Linked DNA regions of Macaca mulatta: all the other regions are linked to region 1. Evidence: chromatin contacts called from public Hi-C data. All regions are on one chromosome and are shown on one strand. Each heading gives the region's core, a stretch centred on a gene start, on an enhancer-like site or on the middle of the called end of the contact. The rest is flanking DNA. Distances are from core to core; before and after follow the strand shown. Region 1 holds the start of SYNCRIP (synaptotagmin binding cytoplasmic RNA interacting protein). Region 2 has its middle 34 kb from the start of SYNCRIP. Region 3 holds the start of SNX14 (sorting nexin 14).

What was found. A called contact is a pair of places that touch in the nucleus more often than the background predicts.
Region 2: a contact with region 1 is called in a Hi-C map of blood, with 3 times the contacts expected there. The contact joins the enhancer-like site here to the promoter of SYNCRIP in region 1. A contact is called at or near these places in 7 of 14 Hi-C or Micro-C datasets (CD4 T cells, blood, cortical neurons and 4 more).
Region 3: a Hi-C map of liver shows a contact between it and region 1, with 1.9 times the contacts expected there. The contact joins the promoter of SNX14 here to the promoter of SYNCRIP in region 1. A contact is called at or near these places in 4 of 14 Hi-C or Micro-C datasets (CD4 T cells, fetal cortex germinal zone, fetal cortical plate and 1 more).

What each region holds. Positions count from the first base shown.
Region 1 is chr4:100,191,441-100,194,560 of T2T-MMU8v2.0, reverse strand. It overlaps SYNCRIP (synaptotagmin binding cytoplasmic RNA interacting protein), which reads right to left and starts at 1,642. Exons shown (of 11, transcript NM_001193845.2): 1 at 1,110-1,642.
Region 2 is chr4:100,157,501-100,160,663 of T2T-MMU8v2.0, reverse strand. It overlaps the pseudogene LOC144340611. Among named protein-coding and RNA genes, the nearest start is that of SYNCRIP, 34 kb to the left of the region's middle. Within about 2 kb of position 1,598, at least 4 of the 40 cell types and tissues checked have an H3K27ac peak or open chromatin away from gene starts, as enhancers often do. A contact at or near this core is called in blood, where this site is marked.
Region 3 is chr4:100,242,087-100,245,315 of T2T-MMU8v2.0, reverse strand. SNX14 (sorting nexin 14) reads right to left here and starts at 1,912. Exons shown (of 29, transcript NM_001257900.1): 1 at 1,608-1,912. The coding sequence starts at 1,747.

The sequences.
Region 1 (3,120 bases), core at 393-2,892:
GAAAAACCATATTACAAATACAGCCCAATCAGCACGGGTACGAGCCAGCTTGTCACATGCAGCTGTGCCCGTTCGGAAAATGAGGTGTGTGTGGAGAAAGCAAAACTGGGCTCGTCTCTCTCAAAGATAAACCCCCAAAGTGCGCGCTTTTCCCGCCTGCCGCTTATAGATCGGTAACAACAGCCAGCGAAGAACAAAGCGCTCATACAAGCCACCTTCCCACCACCCAATTTCTCCACCCTTCAACCCCGCACCCCAAAGCCCGCCCCTGACTCCGCACCGAGAGCGGCAGTCTCACCACTGCGGCCGCCAGGAGCCCATTAGAAACACGTGCTCTGCGCCTTCCAATGTCCTACAACTTCCTTCAACGGAAACCCAACGAATCCCAAACCAAGACGACCATCACTGGTTCCCAACATCAACCCGAAGCCGCAGTCGGAGCCCCCAGAAAGCTGCAGCAGCACAATCTCGCCCCTAAACACCGAGGCAGTGGCGGCGCCAGGCCACAGGCTCTCCCCGCCCCCCAGCGCTGCCGTCTCCGCCGTGACACATGGCTCTCCGCCCCGGGCGCTCCCCGGGCGCCGGCGACCCCCGGCCGCCCGCCCGCCCGGCCGAGACGTGACCCGTGGCGCGCGGTGCAGGTCCCCACCCCTTACTCCTCCGTGCAGTGACTGCGGCGCCGGCCCGGCAACCCAGCAGCGTGAGGGCGTTCCGTGAACAGCCCAACGCCCGCGGAACTGTGAGCACCGCCCAAGCTCGCCGCACGGCTGCGGGACGAGACCCACTCCTCTCCGCCCACTCCCGCGCCGCGGCGACCGCCACGACAGCACCAACTCTGAAGCCGCTCGCGGTCCGTGCGGGCCACGGGACCGTGGAGGCGCCTCCTCCCAGAGCGCCGCAGACAAAGCCCGAACCGCAGCAGCACATGGAGAGGAGGAAGTGGCGGCGCGGGCTGCGGCCTACTCCCAGGCAGCCCCAGTCAACGTGCTCTTCTCCCCCTTGGAATCCATTTTCCAGAAAAGCCGGTTTCTCCCCGCGCCACCCTCCCCCAGCTCACTCCACAATGTCATGGAGCTCCCCTCCCAGACCGGGGTTCTGGCGGTCGTTACCTCCCCGTTGGGCTGAGGCGGAGAAATCCTGTCCGATGGTATCGGGTTGCGGGAAACGCGTGCTCGCTGCTCCCTGTGTCCGGCGCGAGTGGAGCTGTTGTAAAATGGCGGCCGAAGCTCACGCCGCTGGCAGCAAACCCGATCCAGTTCCACTCGCCTCCGAGCGCGCTCCCGGTGCGCGCGCGCGCCCCCGCGTGACCCCCCCTTCCTTTCCCTTCCCTTCCCTCCCCTCTCTCGCGCGTCCGCTTCACTCACTCACTCCCTCAGCCCCTGCCCTCCTCCAGCTCCTCCTTCTCCCACTACCACCACCACCACCACTAGCCTCTGTCCGCCTTCTCTCAGCCTGTCTTATTCCCGCCCCCCCTTCCTTTCCCCCACCGCTCCCACTCCCCTCTGCGGTCGCTCAGGCACGAGTGGCCGCCTTTCCCCTTCTGGCTTGCACGCTCCCTCACTCCCTCCCTTGCTTGCTCGCACTCTCGGCCCCGTCCCCCAGTCCCTGCCGAGTCGGCTCCTCTCTTTCTCTCTCCCGCGCTGACGTGACGACGTAGCCTACGCCTCGGGACGCGCGCCCGCGGGCTCCGCCCCCCACGCCGCACCGCCTTCCCCGCTCCTCACCGCTTAGGTGGGGGGTGGGGGAGGCACAAGACCCCGCCCTTCCGCTCCGGCGGCGGCGGCGGCGGAGGGGCCGAGACTGAATGAAAGGCCCGCCCCTTCCCCTCCCGACACTCCCCCTCCCGCTCCCCTCCAGGCGGGGTGGGCCGGCTCAGCGTGTCCCACTCGTTCTCCTTTGTCAGGAGACTGGCATCTCCCCACCCCGCCCCGCCCCACCCCCACCGCGACACCACGCGCACGCCACCCCCACCGAGCTCCCGCCCGCCCCATCCCTGCCCAGTCCGGGGCTGGCGTTGCAGAGTGCTGTGGGCGCTGAGTGCGACTGCCGCTTCCCGGAGGGCACCCACCGGTCTGTGCGCGCCGGGCCCCCGCCCCCGGCTCCGCGACCGCGTAGCCGTTCCAGGCGGTGTCCACGCCACTGCCACCGCCCCGCACTCTCCTCCTCGGGAAGCTGCAGGCGCACGTGTCCCCCGGGGCGGGGCGAGGCAGACAATGGGGCCGCGGGGGAGGGGAGCGGCGCGGAGACCCGCGGACCTTTGGTCTGCCGGACCGGCGGTACTTGAGTGCGAGAGTCGCCCCCCGAGACTCGGTCTCTCCAGCTGGACAATGGGGCCTCCTCGCAGCCGCGCGGCTCGGCTTTCACGGGAACCTTGGGCGAAGGGAGGGGCGCCCCAGGCTTGGACGAGGAAACCCCGGCTGCTTTTGAAGGGGGAATAGGGCTGGCTCCAGTGGAGCGAGGAGCGGCTCCCGCCTTGGGATGACACGAAGGCCAGATTTGGAAGCGAAACCGCCCGGTGGTGAAGGGTTGTGCAATACTCCGTTTCAGTCCCTGGCCTTTTAAGCAGTTAAGGGCTTCCTCCTGGCACAGTTTGAGCAACTTGAAACAGCACAACGCTGCGTGGTTAGAACAACTTTGAGAAAAATGTCTCTTTTAAAAAAAAAAAAAAAAAAAAAAACCTTGGCAACTAAGTCTTAGGTGAAGTGACATTTCCTTTGTAATCGTTTACTAGGTACAAGAAAGAAGACAAAGGCATTTGAATTACAGACGCGATATGGATACTAATTTTATACCGGGCAGCTGTAATGAAAAATAGTAATGTCCTTTTGATTAAAAAGCTTATTTTTAAGAGCTTACTGGTTCCCCAGATGAACTCTGTACTATAACAAATCAGTGGTTTGAGGAAAAGTTAGATAAGCGCTCTTCAAAGTGCACAAGCACATAAAATGCTAGATTATTTTCATAGCTACCTGGATCAAATATGAAGTACGTTTTACCCAAAGCACCACATAGCCAACCTGTTTAGTAAGGATTTGAGATCACCACCCCAGATTCCTTACTGTCAAACATATGTGGTATTCAGCTACTTCAGCTTTAGGGATTTTTGTTCACAACGCAGAG
Region 2 (3,163 bases), core at 349-2,848, 34 kb after region 1:
AGAACACAATAAAATCAAATTGTGAAGAAACACAGTATCTTGTTAGAAATTAAGTCAACTTAAAAAATTCACAGATTAAAAAAATTTTATTCTATAAATTTCAAACAAGTACAAAAATAGAGAAAGAGTATAATAAACTCCCAAGAGCCCATCATCCAACATTAACAATTATCAACTTCAGGCTAATCTTGTTTCATCTATACCCTTCAACCACTTCCTTTGTTTTCTGCATTATTTTGAAACAAATCTCAGACATCAAATCATTTCATCCATAAATAACTCAGTATGTCTAAAAGATACAGCCTCTTTAACAACAAAAAGAGCCACAATGCCATTATCACACCTAACAAAGTCCCAATTATTTTTTGAAACATGAAATAGCCTGTATTTAAGCATGTATCTCATAAATGTTATCTTTTTTTTTTTTTTTACAATATTGAATGAGAATCCAACTGGGATGCAAACATTGAGAATGTTGATATATCTTCTCAGTTTCCTGATTTATAGGTTACCCATTCATCTCTTGTTGGTTTCTTTCCTTGCAATTTATTTGTTATAGAAATCATTTGTAGAGTTTTCCATAGTCTGGATTTTGCTGATTGTATCTCTGTAATGTAGTTTAACATTTTCCTCTGTCATCTGTAAATTGGTAATTATATCCAGAGGCTTTATCAAATTCATATTCATTTTTATTGTTTTCAGACAAGAGTCTGAAATAGGCAGTGTCAAATTCTTTCTTCAGGGACATATAATATTTCATCACCTCTTTTTTGGATGTTAGCAGTTGTTGATATTTATTGCCTATATATATTAATTCATTAGAATGTTGCAAAATGATGATCGAATTACGCCAATCTTTTTTCATTGTTAACTGGAATATATCAATAAAGACAAACTTTTTATCACTTTTTATTTGATTATGTCAGTACAGTTGGTATTGGAAAGTCCCTTTATTTGCAGTTCTGAAACTGATGATTAGCATCCTTTAACACTACTAAATTCAGTTTTTAAAAGCATCATTCTGAATTCATAGATTTGAAGACATTTTATGTCTTTTTCTCTATTACAGCTCAATAATAGTCAAATTTTCCATCTTTGGAAAGTGAGAGACTCTCCAAGTTGACTCCTGAGTTCCTTTTTTCTTTTGAGATGGATCTCCCTCTGTCACCCAGGCTGGAGTGCAGTGGTGAGATCTCAGATTACTGCAACCTCCGCTTCCCAGGTTCAAGCGATTCTTCTGCCTCAGCCTCCTGAGTAGCTGGGATTACAGGCACCCGCCACCATGCCCAGCTAATTTTTGTATTTTTAGTAGAGATGGGGTTTTACCATGTTGGCCAGGCTGGTCTCGAACTCCTGACCTCAAGTCCTCACTGGGATTACAGGCATGAGCCACCGTGCTTGGCCTCCTGAGTTCTTTTAACACAACTCTAACAGTCTTGCTACCTGCTATAGCAAGGTACAACAAGCTAATCTTGTACATTTCCTGTCTCAGATCTATTTCCTTTTAGTGGTAAGTGGTATTTAGAGGCCACAATCTGGGCCCTAGGGGTAGGGTTCGTAGATTTTGATGTGTATGAATCATACTTGGAGTTTCTGTGTTTTCTTTCACAGTGGTTCCCATTTGACTAAGAGTGAAATCCTTTCAATGACACATTAAGCCCTACATAAGGTGCATGCCTTGCTTCCTTTCTCACTATGCATGCTCCTTCTTATGGGCCACTGCTATGGAAATGCACTTTTCCCAGATATATGCACAGATCAATCTCTCACCCTCTGTTAGGTGAGAGATTGAGCTACGCACACATGTAAATCTCTGCTTAATTAATCTCACCTTTTCATTGAAGCCTATTCTGTCAACCCCATTTACTTCAATTGCCTCTTAGATGAGAGAATCCCCATTTGAAACTGCAATACTAATTATCTCCCCAAACCCAGTCCCAATATCTCATATTCTATTTTTTGTGTCACTTCTCATTTTTTAACATAGTTTATAATTTATTATATAATGTCCTTCTCGTCTACCTACAATGTAAGTTCCACAAGAGCAGAGGTTTTTGTTTGGTTCACTACTGTATCTTTCGTGCCTAGGATAGTACCTATACATGGTAGGCATTCAGGATATTTGTTCAATGAACAAATGAATGCAAACCTTAGTATATTTCTGAATCATCACACACTTAGTCTATCAGTATGGTTCAATCTCCTGAGGAACAGATTGAATTGAAAGCAAACAACATCCTTCAAGAAAGTGAGCTATATCAATATGTGGGGACAAGTCCATGAATTTCAAAACTATCCTAATATTTCTGGGCATGTGGCCAAACTGAACAATGTTTGTCTCCCTCTCTCCCTCCCTTACTTCCTTTGTTTTTCTCTCCCTTCCTCCGTTTCTCTCCTTCTCTTTCTTTCTCTTGAGACGGGGTCTTGCTGTGCCTAGGCTGGTCTTAAACTCCTGGGCTCAAGCGATTCTCCTGCCTCAGCCTTCCGAGTAGCGGGGATTACAGGCATGCCACCACGCCTGGCTGCTTTTTTCTTTTTTTTTTAAGGGCTAGTCAATGTACATTCACTTTTGAAAAAGAAATGTAGTATAAACTCAGAATCTCCATCAGCAATGAAATTCAAGTCAGAATTAAGATATATCTCAAAGAGTATACCTTACTATTGTTCCAGAGTAGTTTAGTGTGTTTAATGCTAATGTTCTCATTGAAGCAATTAAACTAATGAACTATTAGCAACAATTCCCAAACTGTACTTTTGTTTTTATTTTATTTATTTTGTTTTTTGAGACAGTCTTGCTCTGTCACCCAGGCTGGAGTGCAGTGGCGTGATCTTGGCTCACTGCAACATCCGCCTCCTGGGTTAAAGCGATTCTCCTGCCTCAGCCTCCCAAGTAGCTGGGATTAAAGGCTCATGCCACCATGCCAGGCTAATTTTCGTATTTTTAGTAGAGATGGGGTTTCACCATGTTGGCCAAGCTGATCTCGAACTCCTGACCTCAAGTGATCTGCCCGCCTTGGCCTCCCAAAGTGCTGGGATTACAGGCGTGAGTCACTATGCCTGGCCTTAATCAACTACTTTTATACAAAAGTACAGGTTGCGGCTGGGTGCAGTGGCTCACACCTGTAATCCCAGGACTTTGGGAGCCTGAGGCGGTCAGATCACG
Region 3 (3,229 bases), core at 663-3,162, 50 kb before region 1:
TGCAGTGAGCCGAGACCCCATCACTGCACTCCAGCCTGGGCAAGAGAGTGAGACCCCATCTCAAAAAAAATAAAATAAAAATCATATTAAGCTTACATGTCTTTTGTACTAAACCTGTTAGTCTAGCTTGGAATACCTTCCAGATGACAGAAACCAAATAATAATTAGTTTTCCCTCTGTTAAGGATCCCACTTCTCCCACACTTCTACAGTTCAAACATCTCACCATTACAAAGCACACTTCTCAGTAAAACATCAACTACTATTTAAGCTCAATAATATTTAAACCAAGAATCAACAAGAAAGCAAGGCCACTTCTAAGGAAGAACTCCAACTTCAACATAGTCACAAATAACGGTTATGCCAGAGAAAAATGAAGCTACCAAATTCCTTGTGCATTCCTCCGTTGCTATCCTTGGGAATCAACTACCTTAAGATAAAGAGTAGGCCGGGCGCGGTGGCTCAAGCCTGTAATCCCAGTACTTTGGGAGGCCGAGATGGGCGGATCACGAGGTCAGGAGTTCGAGACCATCCTGGCTAACACGGTGAAACCCCGTCTGTACTAAAAAATACAAAAAACTAGCTGGGCGAGGTGGTGGGCGCCTGTAGTCCCGGCTACTCGGGAGGCTGAGGCAGGAGAATGGCGTAAAAACCCGGGAGGCGGAGCTTGCAGTGAGCTGAGATCCGGCCACTGCACTCCACCCTGGGCGACATAGCGAGACTCCGTCTCAAAAAAAAAAAAAAAAAAAAAAAAAAAAAAAAAGATAGAGTAAGAATGGCTGTCTGTTCAAAACATCAGAGAAAACAGTAATGTCAATGACAACTCTCAGATTTTCTTCCACCAAAAGCAAATCTGGTGTTAATTTTAATGGAAAAGTCTCCTATACTACCAATTGCATCGCAACAATTTCTTGAAACAGCAAAATTAAGGAAAACAAGTCTCTTTCGAGGGCAGAATCTTCTGACTTCAAAATGTCAACTGAATTTACCAACTTTAACCTTTCGGAATATTTCAGGTTTTTTGTGGTGGGGGAGGGGGCATCAAGTCCTCTTAAGAATATTCTAGGGACGTTGCGACAGGTACCACTTTGCTTTCTGATTTCTGTCCAACAAATCTTTATGGCCGTCTGTTTTATTCAACAATACTGCGGGAAAAGCTTCAGCTGCAAGCTGAGGGTGTGGGGAGTGGGGGGATGGAAGAACGCGCTGGGGGTGTGCGGATTTTGCCTAAAATTGCGGCTACGATCGAAACCTCCTCCGTGAGCTGACTTGACTGTCTCTGTACAGTCTCAATTTGAGTCGACACACGGATTTCACTTTTGAAAAGCAACGAAGATGAAGGACTCGTTTTGAGAAATGGATGAGAAAAAGGTAGCTCAGGAGACGAAGCAGCCTCGGGAAAGGAGGCAATCAACCCCACCCCACCGGCCTGTGCTTCCGGCCCCAACGCTCGGCCGAGCTCCCCGAGGCCGCTCCTCTGCGGAGCTCGCTCTCCCCACTGGACCCCAGTCCCGCAGCTACGCGGTTTCTGCACGGTTAAGCAGCACTGGCCGGGAGTCCGCAGCTTCGGAGAAAAGCCGCCGCCCCGGCTCCGCGCTGCGGCGTTACCTGTTAAGAAGCAGGGAGGCGACGCTGAGACAGAGCAGCAGGAAGCAAAACAGCGGGTACTGGCGGCAGATCTCGCGTCCCACGTCCAGCCGCAGCCGCTGCTTCAGCTTCTCCCCAATCGTCCGCACCCAGGGCACCATCTCCGTAACTGCGAGGCCGAGGTTGCGCTACTAGCTAAGCCAGAGGTCAAGGAGAGCCCCCATCCACACCTCGCGTCCCCGCCCCACCGACTCGGCGGCGCACACACACAGCCGCCTACCGGCAGTCAGGCGCCGCAGGTTGCGGTCGCGTCCGGCTGGGCCCAGCCCCACGCCCCATGCCCCCCGCCGCGCGTGCGCGGCCGCCGTCCCCAGCCGACCAGATGAACGGCCGTAGAACGTGCCCGAAGTCGTCACCCAGCGCACGGCCTCTAGCGTCTCGCCGCTCCGCCCTCCTGGCCGGAGTAGCGCGCAGTCTTCCGTGGAAACTCTGACAACACTGGCGACTGGCCATTTCCGGAAATCAAAGGACAGCCCCAGGACCCGGTAACTGCTGTATTGCGGAGGAGAGGGAAGAAGGTTGTGGCGAGCCCAGAAGAAATTACAGCCTCCCGTAGCCGCCGGGCGCTGCCTGAGAGGCAACCGGAGCTCGTGGAGTCTGCTGGGAACTGTAGTCTTCGTGATACGAACCTGCACAGGGATGGAGCGGGTGATAGCGCTTCCCCGACCCCGCAACGTTCCGCGCCTCACCGTACACTCGGTTCCGGGTCGGCCCAGGTCCGAGCTTTGCGTGACGCCTAAGGGAGAGGGGGATGGGAGGACCTTTGAGTCGGTATTTTAAAGGGGGCGTGTTGGGGGCCAGGTGGGTGGCGAGTAAAACAACCCTAGAATAAAGAATACAACTCACCAGGCCGCCACCCCACCAACAAAATCTCTTTTGCGCGCTCACGGGCAAGGTAGAGCTCAATTCACGCCGGCTTCGGGAACCCAACCAAAATCCGAGTGCTTGGACGAGGCAGGTTGGCAGATTAGGTAAAATCCGTCTTATAGAGTCTCATGGGGTTTTCCCTTTACTAATTCATCACATTTCTACATTTTTATTTCTGTAAGACTATTATCGCTAAAATTTACTTAGGCGGGGCACTAAGCACTTTAATTTGACCTTCATGCATTCACCCCATGGTATAGGTACAGTAATATAGTTTCAATCATTATACAGGTAAATTACTGAGACAGAGGAACTTAGGATCATAAAACTAACAAAACCGGGATTTGAACACGTTCTAAGGACAAAGCCTGCGCCTGTCATCTCTCTTTCCTAGGATCTTACCCTTCAAAGTGGGGAAACAAATTTTTTTAATGGTGTATGTAGTTTCATGAATATTTTACCGTATTACAAAAACATGGATCTTTAATGATGCATTATTTTCCTTTATCAGAATGTACCATCCTTTGTTCCATTATTGCTAACCACTAAAGTCCACTGATATTACCATACTTGATCATAAACCTATGCACATTTCTAATTATTTAGAATCAACTTTAATACAATTACTGGGTCAAAGGGTGTAAAAACAAATATTCTTGATAGTCAAACTGCTTTGCAAAATGGTGGTACCAATTCCACAGTGGTGTATAAAAGTA